2 separate regions of the Callithrix jacchus genome follow, and region 1 is linked to region 2. Evidence: chromatin contacts called from public Hi-C data. All regions are on one chromosome and are shown on one strand. The core of a region is the stretch at or near the end of the contact, and the rest is flanking DNA. Distances in the headings are between cores, read along the strand shown.

What was found. A called contact is a pair of places that touch in the nucleus more often than the background predicts.
Region 1: a contact with region 2 is called in a Hi-C map of skeletal muscle, with 7 times the contacts expected there. The contact joins two enhancer-like sites. A contact is called at or near these places in 2 of 3 Hi-C or Micro-C datasets (induced pluripotent stem cells and skeletal muscle).

The regions. Positions count from the first base shown.
Region 1 is chr2:23,326,173-23,331,845 of calJac240_pri, reverse strand. No RefSeq gene overlaps it. Among named protein-coding and RNA genes, the nearest start is that of PTTG1, 94 kb to the right of the region's middle. Within about 2 kb of position 3,340, at least 4 of the 16 cell types and tissues checked have an H3K27ac peak or open chromatin away from gene starts, as enhancers often do.
Region 2 is chr2:23,256,007-23,261,641 of calJac240_pri, reverse strand. No RefSeq gene overlaps it. Among named protein-coding and RNA genes, the nearest start is that of PTTG1, 24 kb to the right of the region's middle. Within about 2 kb of position 2,546, at least 8 of the 16 cell types and tissues checked have an H3K27ac peak or open chromatin away from gene starts, as enhancers often do.

The DNA of each region.
Region 1 (5,673 bases), core at 2,091-4,590, 69 kb before region 2:
CTTGTTCCCAGAGCAGTCCTGTTTCTACCCTACTCATTCTCAAACTGACAGGCTCATGAGCTAGTTCAATCAGGCTCTGGATTCCAGGATAATGGAGGGTTTAATCTGAGTTTCAGGGAGAGATGTAACTCTCACAGATATCCACCAAGTCTCCTATATCAGTCTCATTTGCATCAAAGGCAAAGAGAACACTGACTGTCATGGTGTGATTTAAAAGAGCCAACAGTATCTCCTTCACCACCTGCCAAAATTCCACCCTTAGCCCTTCATTCCTTTATGATAAAATATATGCAACTGCTGAAATGAAAAAAATGTATGAGTCAGGAAAATAAAACTCCCTCAGTATGAAGAGCCCCCAGAATTAGAAATTACACAAACAGGCATCTAAGTGGGCTGTTCTCCAGTCTCAACCATCTTTACCACTTAGACTCTTTGAATCAGAAGGAGCTTTTCACACCACCACCTTATCCTGTTATGAAGGGGCAATTCAGGCCCAGAGGACTTTTATTTTTGGGGGGGTGGGGGTTGTTTTGTTTTGTTTGAGACGGAGTCTTGCTCTTCACCAGGCAGGAGTACAGTGGCACTCAGGTTCAAGCAATTCTCCTGTCTCAGCCTCCCAAGTAGCTGGGACTACAGGCGTGCACCACCACGCGCAGCTAATTTTTGTATTTTTAGTAGAGGCAGGGTTTCACCATTTTGGCCAAGATGGTAACTCTCTCTTGATCTCGTGATCCGCCCTCCTCGGCCTCCCAAAGTGCTAGGATTACAGGCGTAAGCCACCACACCCGCCCGGAGTTTCATTTCTTAAGCAAGGTCACACAGCACATTGAGAATCGACACTGGGCCCTCTGCCTCCTGGGAACATTTTAAAGGACTCTTAAAGGTGAAATCCAAGACATTATTTCTTTGTTTTATAAACAACAGAACCTTCCCCACCAAAAGCCCTTTTTTATTATTTCTTTTCTGGCACTAGCATCTATAGGGATTACAGTACACAGAATGAAATCATCTGAGTGTGTAGACAATGTATCTGAACCGAGATACGCAGAGTTTGGCCTTGGAACTTGACACATCCCACACCAGTACAAACCCTATGGGATTATCTGGGTGTTAACCTGCAGACTTCATAGTCTCACGCTTCTCAGTCCTTTGCCTTGGTGTTCCTGCCCCCTAGTGGCAACAAACTTTACTACAGTCACATTCACCGGCAGACAACAAATCAAACGAAGTTAGATTTGAGAGGATAGCACTTTTCAAGAAGGATAAAGACAACCCACATCTTTCTCTTTAAAAGCAGAACCTCGTTATCATGGGAATGATGTTTAATCTCACACACAAAAACGCGACTAATTAGTCTTTAGCCAGAAACGGATCTTAACTTAGGCATCAAAGTTCCAGGGTTGGAAAATAGATTATATAACTGTCTTAGGGAGTCATGGGGATAAGGGGAACTCAGGGAATCTATAAAGCAGGAACAGAAAGACTTAAAGTGGCAAAAGAGAGGGACATTGGCAGATGGTGCCCCCTGCCAACACTGGCATGAATTAATTCAAAGTCCTGCCTTCCCCTTTCCCCAGCTTTGAAGGTTCAGTCCCCTAGTCTCCAACCCTACCTCCCTTTGCTCAGCTAACTCCTGCCCCTTCCGCTGGTCTCAGCTCAAGGCTTCCTTCAACTCTGAAAATGAGATGGACCCTCGTCTTATGCTCTCATGGTATGGGAAACTTTCTCAGCATAAGACTTTTTCACGGTCCTTAGTTTTATGTATCTCTGGATTTTTCATTTCCACAGTAAAGTATTATATAAGTTCCATGAGGTTAGGCACTTAGTCTCCCTTATTGACCATTGAATCTGTGCCCCCAAAATAGTGCTTAGCATGTAGGACGCGCTCAATTAGTGTTGTTTAATGAAATTAATATAAGTGTTGGTTAGGTGCGTTACATTTGTTTGCAGATTGAACAAACGGATCTTGTCTCAATGGAGAAAACAGGCAAACTCTACCTAGGGTCTGTCTTTTTTGTACACACTGAGGACAGACACTTTCCTTGGACATCATTGCAAATGCTCACCATCACCCTGGGGTGAGTAGTTGAGCAGGGGTCTTTACCGTAATTACACTTTTTGATCATGAGCATCCATAGGCTCAGCTTTTGTCCATGCAAAGGTAACAAAATCTGCATGAAAACAGAGAACTGAAGGACAGGTAGGTTGAGAGATTTTGAGGACCTCAAGAGACCTGACCTTCAGAGCTGCCTCTCTGTGTGACCTTGGATGCTACCTTCCTGCACTGGGTCTCCATGCTTTCATTTGTAAAGGAAGGAGCTTGAGGTATGTTACATCAAAGTCGTGGTTTTCTGGTATCAGAAACCTCAACTGAAACTGGCTTAAAGTTAAAAAAAAAAAAAATGTAATCTATTGCTCATGAAACTGCAAAGCCGTGGTTTCAGGGTTGACTCAATCTATATCATCCAAGCCTGGCTTCTCTTCTCCATCCATCAGCTCTGCTTCCCTTTGTGTTCACTCTACTTGTAGGCAAGTTCCTTCTCTGTAAGGGTCTCTGGTAGCTCCAGGCTTTCATCCATCAGCAGGAAAACAAAGGGCTCTCTCTCTGTCTCTCAGACTCAGAACTGCACCTCAGCTGTGCCTTTTGGGCCATATACTCATTCATGCGCCAATCTGAGTGGTCAGGGGAAATTCTTGGCTCCACGTGAATCACAGAAACACCACCCAGAGGCTAAGCTCCATGAGAGTAATGAGGAAGCACTCTCAGAATGCCGGGGAAGAGGTGCTACACACACCTACACAACCATGGTACTGCAAGAGTCAGTGAGCTTTAAAGACGCTTCTAGCCTTTTTTTACCTTGTCGTGACTCTGAGGTTTGATGCCAGGGAAAGGGAAGGGAGAATAAAGTCATATACACTCTCTAGAGTTAGTCCAACCCCAAACCTTTCAAGAAACCTAAATGCCAAATAACACTTGTCACCCATTCTGAAGGGGGAAACGGGGTGACAGCAGCAGCCCTAGAAAGCAAATGATGACTTTGACCCTCCAGAAGCCACGGGGCATGAAAATGAATGACATTTTTATAATGCCACAAAAATGGAACATTTCTATTTCCCAAAATGATAGTGAGATTCATTTTTAAAAAGAAAGAAAGAAAGAAAAGAAAAGAAAACATTATTAAACTTTCCCTTTCACTGCTTCTTTGTATCTCTGGTTGAAATGGAGCAGGATGCAGGTTGCCATGGTGACGGCTGAATTTTAAATAACAGGGCTCAGGCGCACTGGCTGTTGGCTGTACCGCCCCAGGCAGGAAGCAGTGATGGGGAGGAGAGCGGCAGAGGCTGAGTGAGAAAGGGAAGAAAGCTGCTGAGCTCATCCCAGGACACTGTCACTTCAACTTGTTTTCCTTGCACTGAGGAAAAGGTCCAAGAACTACGGACTCTCCTGCTTCTTCATAAAATGAGGGAGGGTGGGAGCCCAAATGCATAAGAACAGAACCTGAGAAGTCACCTTGTCCCTCCCCTGCCGATTCTCTCTTATGACAAATGGATTTCTCCTACACTTACACCCCTTCCCACGAACAATGGGTCCAGCTCACCCAAGTTTTAGACAGGATACTGGAAATCTGTCCCTAAGAAAAACACCTGAAGAGCTAGAGATACAAAGGGCAAGAGTCCAAAGGATTTTTAAGTGATAGAGTAATTTGCGGTTCAAAGCCCAGAAGCTATCAATTTACAAAGCCCTAGCCACCTATTCCAGTTCTGCTCCTCTCTCTAGAACCGTCCAAGACTGAAATTGAGAGGTTCAGGAAGTGGTGGGTTCTCTACAACTGACATATCCAAGCCAACATCAGCCAGTGAGGAGCTGCCTGGCAGGGGGTTGTTCAAATCGTTTCAGGCTCCAGAATCACGGTCCCGTGGGGGCAGCTCAGAGAATCAATGCGGCAGCAGACCAAGTCTTTCACCCTGTACTCTTCCACATTCCCAGGCCAGGGAAGAGAGAGACCAGAGGCAGAAGCTGGAGGAACCACCAGTTGGGGAGCCCAGAACTCTGCTGTGATGCCTACATGCTCATGGGGACCAGCTCTAACAGGACACAGTCTCTTCTCAACTGCCTTCACTGTTGTCCAAGCAGACCCCAAAAAGGACTTGTGTTCTCGGCCTGCCCTGTTCCTTATGTCCCGGCCAAGATGGCAGGCAGCCAAGGCCACTCTCTGTTTGCCAGGGAAAAGCTTCTAAATGTTAAATACTAATACTAATAGTAATAATAATAATAAACACAAAGATTTTTCTTTTCTTTTTCTTTTTTCTTTTTTTTTCTTTTTTTGAGACAAAGTCTCACTCCACCACGAGGCACCAGGCTGCAGTGCAGTGGCACGATCTCAGCTCACTGCAACCTCCACCTCCCGGGTTCAAGCAATTCTCCTGCCTCAGCCTCCCAAGTAGCTGGGACTACAGGCGTGCACCACCACACCCAGCTAATTTTTTTGTATTTTTAGTAGAGGCTGGGTTTCACCATGTTGGCCAGGATGGTCTCGATCTCTTGACCTCGTGATCTGCCCACCTCAGCCTCCCGAAGTGCTGGGATTACAGGCTTGAGCCACTGCACCTGGCCTCTTTTTTTTTTTTAAACAGAGTCTTGCCTTGTAACCCAAGCTGGAGTGCAGTGCCGCAATCTTGGCTCACTGCAACCTCCGCCTCCCGGGTTCAAGCAATTCTCCTGCCTCAGCCTCCCCAGAAGCTGGAATTATAGGCACATGCCACCATGCCTGGCTAATTTTTTTAGAGATGGGGTTTCACCATGTTGGCCAGGCTGGTCTTGAACCCCTGACCACATTGTGATTGACCCACCTCCACCTCCCAAAGTGCTAGGATTACAGGCATGAGCCACTGCACCCAGCCAACACAAAGATTTTTCCTCATGGCTGGGAAAGTGGCAGAATTACTGAAGCTGAACACCTCTGACATTTCCCCAGAAACCGAGTGAGCAGAGGCCCCAGGAGAGAAGAGAAAAGCCAAAGAGACAGGGTCCCTGGGCCTGTGACCTGCACCCCTGGGACCTGTCCTTGCTCCAGGCCTGACAATGGGCAGCTTGGGCCCTGGGATTCCCCATCAGTATTCCCCAGGAAGGTCAGGACCGTCAGAGAAATGACAGCATCTTAGGAAGGAGATAAAAGCCAGAGGAAGAGAAGGGACAGTAGTCTTCTCTGGTGAGAAGGCTACCACCAGGCCTCCTGTCTGTGCCTTCTCACACAGAGTCAGGAACTCCAAGGTCCCGGATCTGAGAAAGCAGAGAAACACCACTGGCCTGGGCCTGCCATCCACGCTGCCTGGGACCCAGTGGCCTCTCTTTCCAAGTGCAAGCTCAGCTCCCACACCACCACTGCTGCCCCCAGAGCCTCCAGAGTCATCCTTGCTCACCTGCCCCTACACACACACACACACAAACACACCACCACACCACACACACACACATACACCCCACATGCCCCATACATACTCCATACACATACCCGAAACACACACATACACAAACATATACCCCACCCTCCCCACACATACCCCAACACACACCCCACACTCACACATATACACACACATATACCCCCAACACCCCACACATATCCTATATACATACATATAAACACATACAACCTCCACGCCCTACACATA
Region 2 (5,635 bases), core at 1,297-3,796:
AATATATATATATTGGGGGCAGGGCCACCAAATAACTTCCCCAGTGGATTACTTCCAGGAAGTCCGTTTCATTTTTGAAAAACTTTAGGAATTACCACAGTAACATATAAATTATGGTCCAGACACTATGGTAAGCAATTAGCATGCATGTAATAGTTTGATCACTATACAGATAAATAGCATTATTGTTCCTATTTTATAGACAAGGAAACCGAAGTCAAAGAGGGTCAGTGATCTGCTGAAAGTTACAAAACTAGAAGGCAGAGCAATGATTTAAACCCAGGTTTCTTGGACTCCAGGGTCTAAGTGGCTGGTTCTTCCGAGAGGTTGAATTGCCTCTAAGGGACGGGGTGTTAGTTGGGATTTTGGAGAATCTGCAGTTTTCCCTGTCCCCTTCAAAAGTTGTAGGCATACAAAAAAGAGGATGTCCTGCTAAGGACTGTATCTCCTTCCAATAAGTATCAGTACTTCTAATGGTCTTAGACCATTAGATCCTGAAGAATTACAGAGATTATTTCCTCCAACCTCTTCGTTTCATAGACAAGGACTGCGAGGTCCAGGGAGGGCAAGCAACCAGTGCAGGGCACACAGCTAGAAAGCAGTTCCTCGACTCCAGCCCAGGAAGCTGTCCACCATGCCACTGTCTCCGTGGGGGGAGACACTGTGATCACTGGTATACAGGAGATGATTTTAGGGGGAGACAGATAAAACTTTAAATAGTGTTGCTCCTAAAAGTGGTTCTGCCATTCTATCCAGGAATCACACTACTGGGTACCCAGCCAAAGGAAGTCATTATATGAAAGAGACACTTGCACACTCATGTTTATAGCATCACAGTTCACAATTATAAGAATATGGAACCAACCTAAATGCCCATCAACCAACGAGTGGATGAAGAAAATGTGGTATGTATACCCCATGGAATAGTACTCAGCCATAAAAAGGAACAAAATAATGGTATTTGCAGCAACCTGGATGAAGTTGGAGACCATGATTCTAAGTGAAGTAACTCAGGCATGGAAAACCAGACATCCTGTGTTCTCACTCATAAGTGGGAGCTAAGCTGTGAGGATGCAAAGGCCTAAGAATGACACAATGGACTTTGGGGATGCTGAGGGGAAGGGTGGGGTGGTGAGGGATAAAAGACTGCACATTGGGTACAGTGTACACTGCTCCAGTGAGGGTGCACCAAAATCTCAGAAATCACCGCTAAAGACCTTATCCATGCAACCAAATACCACCTGTTCCCCAAAAGCTATTGAAATGTAAAAATAAAAATAAATAGTTGAGGCCGGGCGCGGTGGCTCAAGCCTGTAATCCCAGCACTTTGGGAGGCCGAGGCGGGTGGATCACGAGGTCGAGAGATCAAAACCATCCTGGTCAACATGGTGAAACCCCGTCTCTACTAAAAATACAAAAAATTAGCTGGGCATGGTGGCGCGTGCCTGTAATCCCAGCTACTCGGGAGGCTGAGGCAGGAGAATTGCCTGAACCCAGGAGGCGGAGGTTGCGGTGAGCCGAGATCGCGCCATTGCACTCCAGCCTGGGTAGCAACAAGAGAGAAACTCTGTCTCAAAAAAAAAAAAATCGTTGATTGACATCATGTGAAAACTATTTCCTTCTCACTTTTCCTTTAGTCTTTCTGATTACTTTAAGGATAGTCTCAGTTCAGTGATAATATATCTTTAACAGCTTTCCTTAAATGTTCTTTAAGAAACTTTTTAAGAGAGAGAATGGATCCTTGGTGGAAAGCCATATCGGTATCAGCAAGAACTTAGCACCATTGCTTTCTTCTTTTTTCTTGGCTACCCTCCAATTATGTCAAGTGATGCAAGTTTTCCATTGACACATTAAAGTTTCCATTTAAATACATGTATTTAGGTTAAAGAAAAATTGAGTTGATTTAAAGAAAAATATTAAATGAATACTGGTCACTCACTGACTATAATACAACAAATTTTTAAGCAATATTAGTGAAAATAAAGATGCTACTTCATAATCACTTTGTAAGCAAATTAGTAAGCAAACTAACATTTTAAAGCATGTGACTAGAAACCTATCACACTAACATGGGGGTCAGCCCCACGCTCTGCGACTTCATCGCATCACTCCCCACCACAACCCCCTGTACCGCTCAGGGGACCTCAGGAGGAGTCTAACAGGGCAATTCCGGTGGAAGGGGAAGCAGCCAAGGCCAACAGGGAGGGGGACTGACTGCGAGCAGATTTCAGTAGGGAAAGGGGTATGCTGCCCCCTAGCGGACAGTTTGGAAATTAGCCTGGCACCTTTTTGTCCTGTGGTGTAGGCAGACAAGCCTTTCCAAAACGTCTCCTTTGCATTGTAAGCGGACATGTAAGCATAGGCACACGCTGCCTGTGAATATCACTTCAGGGTAGTACAGGAGGTGTTCCAAAATGCTTCATACATGAAAGGACTTTTATGTCTGATAAGGGTGAGAACTACTGTCCTACAGCAGCAAGACCCGGTGCTCCCTGCTTTACTTACAGCCAGGGAAGGACAAGCTCCTATGTAGACCGCTTCGTGGTACCCAGTGTACCTTCTAGCTGGATGTTGCAAAAGTTACTTAACCAATCATAGCCCAAGTTTCCTGCCGACAATAATGAATGCACATGCATACCCACACCCCAAGGCATTGCTCTGAGAGTCCAAAGGTCTATGCGTGTGAGGCACTTAGCACGGATCTGGCAGTAAGTAAGCACTAATCAATGTCAGGTGGTGGCGATAATAGCGTTCTCCCTTCCACCAGCCTCTCCACCCCAGTTTTATTGAAAGACAGACAGAGACAGAGACAGAGACAGACGAGAGACAGGAGAGACAGACGAGAGAGAGAGAGAGCGAGCGAGAGAGAGAGAGAGAGAGAGAGAGAAAGAGAGAGAGAGAGAACGATCAGGATTTTCAGGCAAAACTTACCACACCCATCAAGCTGAGGAAATCCTAAAGACATCAAATCTTAAGTTACCACTCACTCATCTCAGCTGAAAGAACATTTCCAAATTAGAGGAAGCTGCGAATGACTGGCTGAGAAGACAGGAGGTGCCCTCTAGTGGCATGGTTACAGTAGCTTGGGAGGAAAGGCGATGTAGTGTCATTTTCAAAGGGAAGGTCAAAAGCAGTTGTTAAACTGAAGCAGGAGGCAATGATGCTTCAAAGATGCAAGGGGAATTTACCATCTTCTCTGTGGACCATCGAAGATGGTCTTTAAGATCTGACCTTACCCAAGAACAAGTGATGTGCTGAAGGTCAGATCAGTTAATAAAGGGTGGAGCTGGGAATTGAACCCAAAGGTGCTAATTACAAATCCAGAAATCTTGCCCTTGACAAAAAACTACTTACCAGTAGGAGCTGTAGCTTGTGTCATTTTACATCCTTCAAAGCAGGAACCACAGGGTTTTTTATACATTGATGCAGTATTCAATAAATTACTTGATGAAATAATATTTATGAAATGATTGTTTGTGAAATAATGAATAATATATTGTTTCATGTGTTGCTCACAATAACTGTATGAAATAGCCTAGTTTACTGATAAGGAAATTAAGTCTCTAGTCAAGTAACTTGCCTAAGATCATGATTCGAACCAAGCATGCTCACTCCAGAGCCTGGGTGCTTACCCACGAGACATGCAGCTCTCAAACTGATCTCAGGATTCCTTTACAGTCTGAGTTTTTGTTGTTGTTGTCATGTTGTTTGTCGAAATTGTGTTTTACTATGCTCAAGCAATCCTCCCACTTCAGCCTCCCATAGCGCTGGGATTACAGATGCAAGCCACCTTGCCTGGCTTCCTTTACAGTCTTAAAAAATCATTAAGGATGAAAAAGAGTTTTTGTTTATCAGGATTATACCTATCATATTTATAGTTTTAGAAATTAAAGCTGAGGAATTTAAAATCTATTTATTTAAACATTACCATAATAACCCAATTAATTCACAAATTCTTTATAAAAAATAACTATTTTTCTAAACCAAAAAAAAACCCCCACATTTAGATGATTAACATGACATTGTTTTATATTCCTGAGAATCTCTACTAACTGGCTTAAGACATCTGATTTCTCATATCTGCTTATTCATTTGCTATAATACCACATATGGAATAGCTTCTGGAAAACTCCACCATATATTTGTGAAAGAATTAAAATTAAAAAGGCAAATAACATCCTGGCACTATTCTCGAAGTGAATTTGATGTCGCATACCCCTAAAAGGTCTTGGGGAACCCTGGTATGCCCAGGCACCCTTTGAAGCACTGGTATACAATATGCTGTCCATAGGGCAAATGAACAAAGGGCTCTCCCCGCTGAGAGTCACATCTCCAAGGAGTTCATTCCACCTGTACTACATTGTTCTTAGTGACTTCACAAACTCATTTCAACCTCTTTATGTTTTACATTCTTGCTCTTTTCCTGGCAATTGCATGTCCTTGAAGGCAACTCTTTCTTCCTGTGTTCTAGATGCAGCCAGCCATCAGGGTAGTGATGGGCCCCAAAACAGAATCTTTCAAGCAATAAAGAGGGGCTCTGCTATGATCCTAGATGCCTCTATGTCAAGACCAAAGAGCATAATCTATTTGTATTAGTCTGTTCTCACACTGCTATGAAGAAATACCCAAGACCGAGGAAAGGAAAGGAAAGAGGTTATAAAGGAAAGAGGTTTAATTGGCTCACAGTTCCTCAGGGCTGGGGAGACCTCAGGACACTCAAAATCATGAAGGAAAGGGAAGCAAACACATCCTTCTTCATGTGGTGGCAGCAAGACATGCAGAGCGAAGGTAGGGAAAATCCCCTTAAAAAACCATCAGATCTTGTGAGAACTCACTGTCATGAGAACAGGATGGAGGTAACCACCCCCATGATTCAACTACCTCCCACCAGGCCCCTCCTACAACACGTGGGGATTATGGGAACTACAATTCAAGATAGGATTCTGGTGGGGACACAGCCAAACTATATCACTATGTGTTCCTATTATTCCATTTCTAGAGAAAAGAACTTCTTAAAAATTCTCACAGGCAGTAAGACTTAACCTGGTATGAGGGGAGCAGCGCAGTGCCAGGGCCTCAGGGCAGATGATTGGGGCCTGCACAGCTGCAGCATTAAGCAAAGAGAGGGAAGCCAGGCTCCCGGCTCCAGAAACTAAAAAGAAGAGGAGGTGATACATATTTTCCTAAAATAATATGAGGAAATACCCACGTGTATTAAAAATAAAAGAACCTGCCAGGCGCAGTGACTCACGCCTATAATCCCAGCACTTTGGGAGGCTGAGGCAGGTGGATCACGAGGTCAAGAGATCAAGACCATCCTGGTCAACAAGGTGAAACCCCCTCTCTACTAAAAATACAAAAATTAGCTGGGCATGGTGGGGCACACCTGTAGTCCCAGCTACTCAGGAGGCTGAGGCAGGAGAATTGCCTGAACCCAGGAGGTGGAGGTCGCAGTGCGCCGAGATCGTGCCAGCCTGGGTAATAACAATGAAACTCTGTCCCAAAAAAAAAAAGAAGAAGAAAATAATAAAAAATAAAAGAACCTCTTGCTTATACAGCATAAATTCTGAAAATCTTCTAATCGAAAGCCAATGCATCTGCTGTCTAGACTTGAATATGGACAATATTAGCAGAA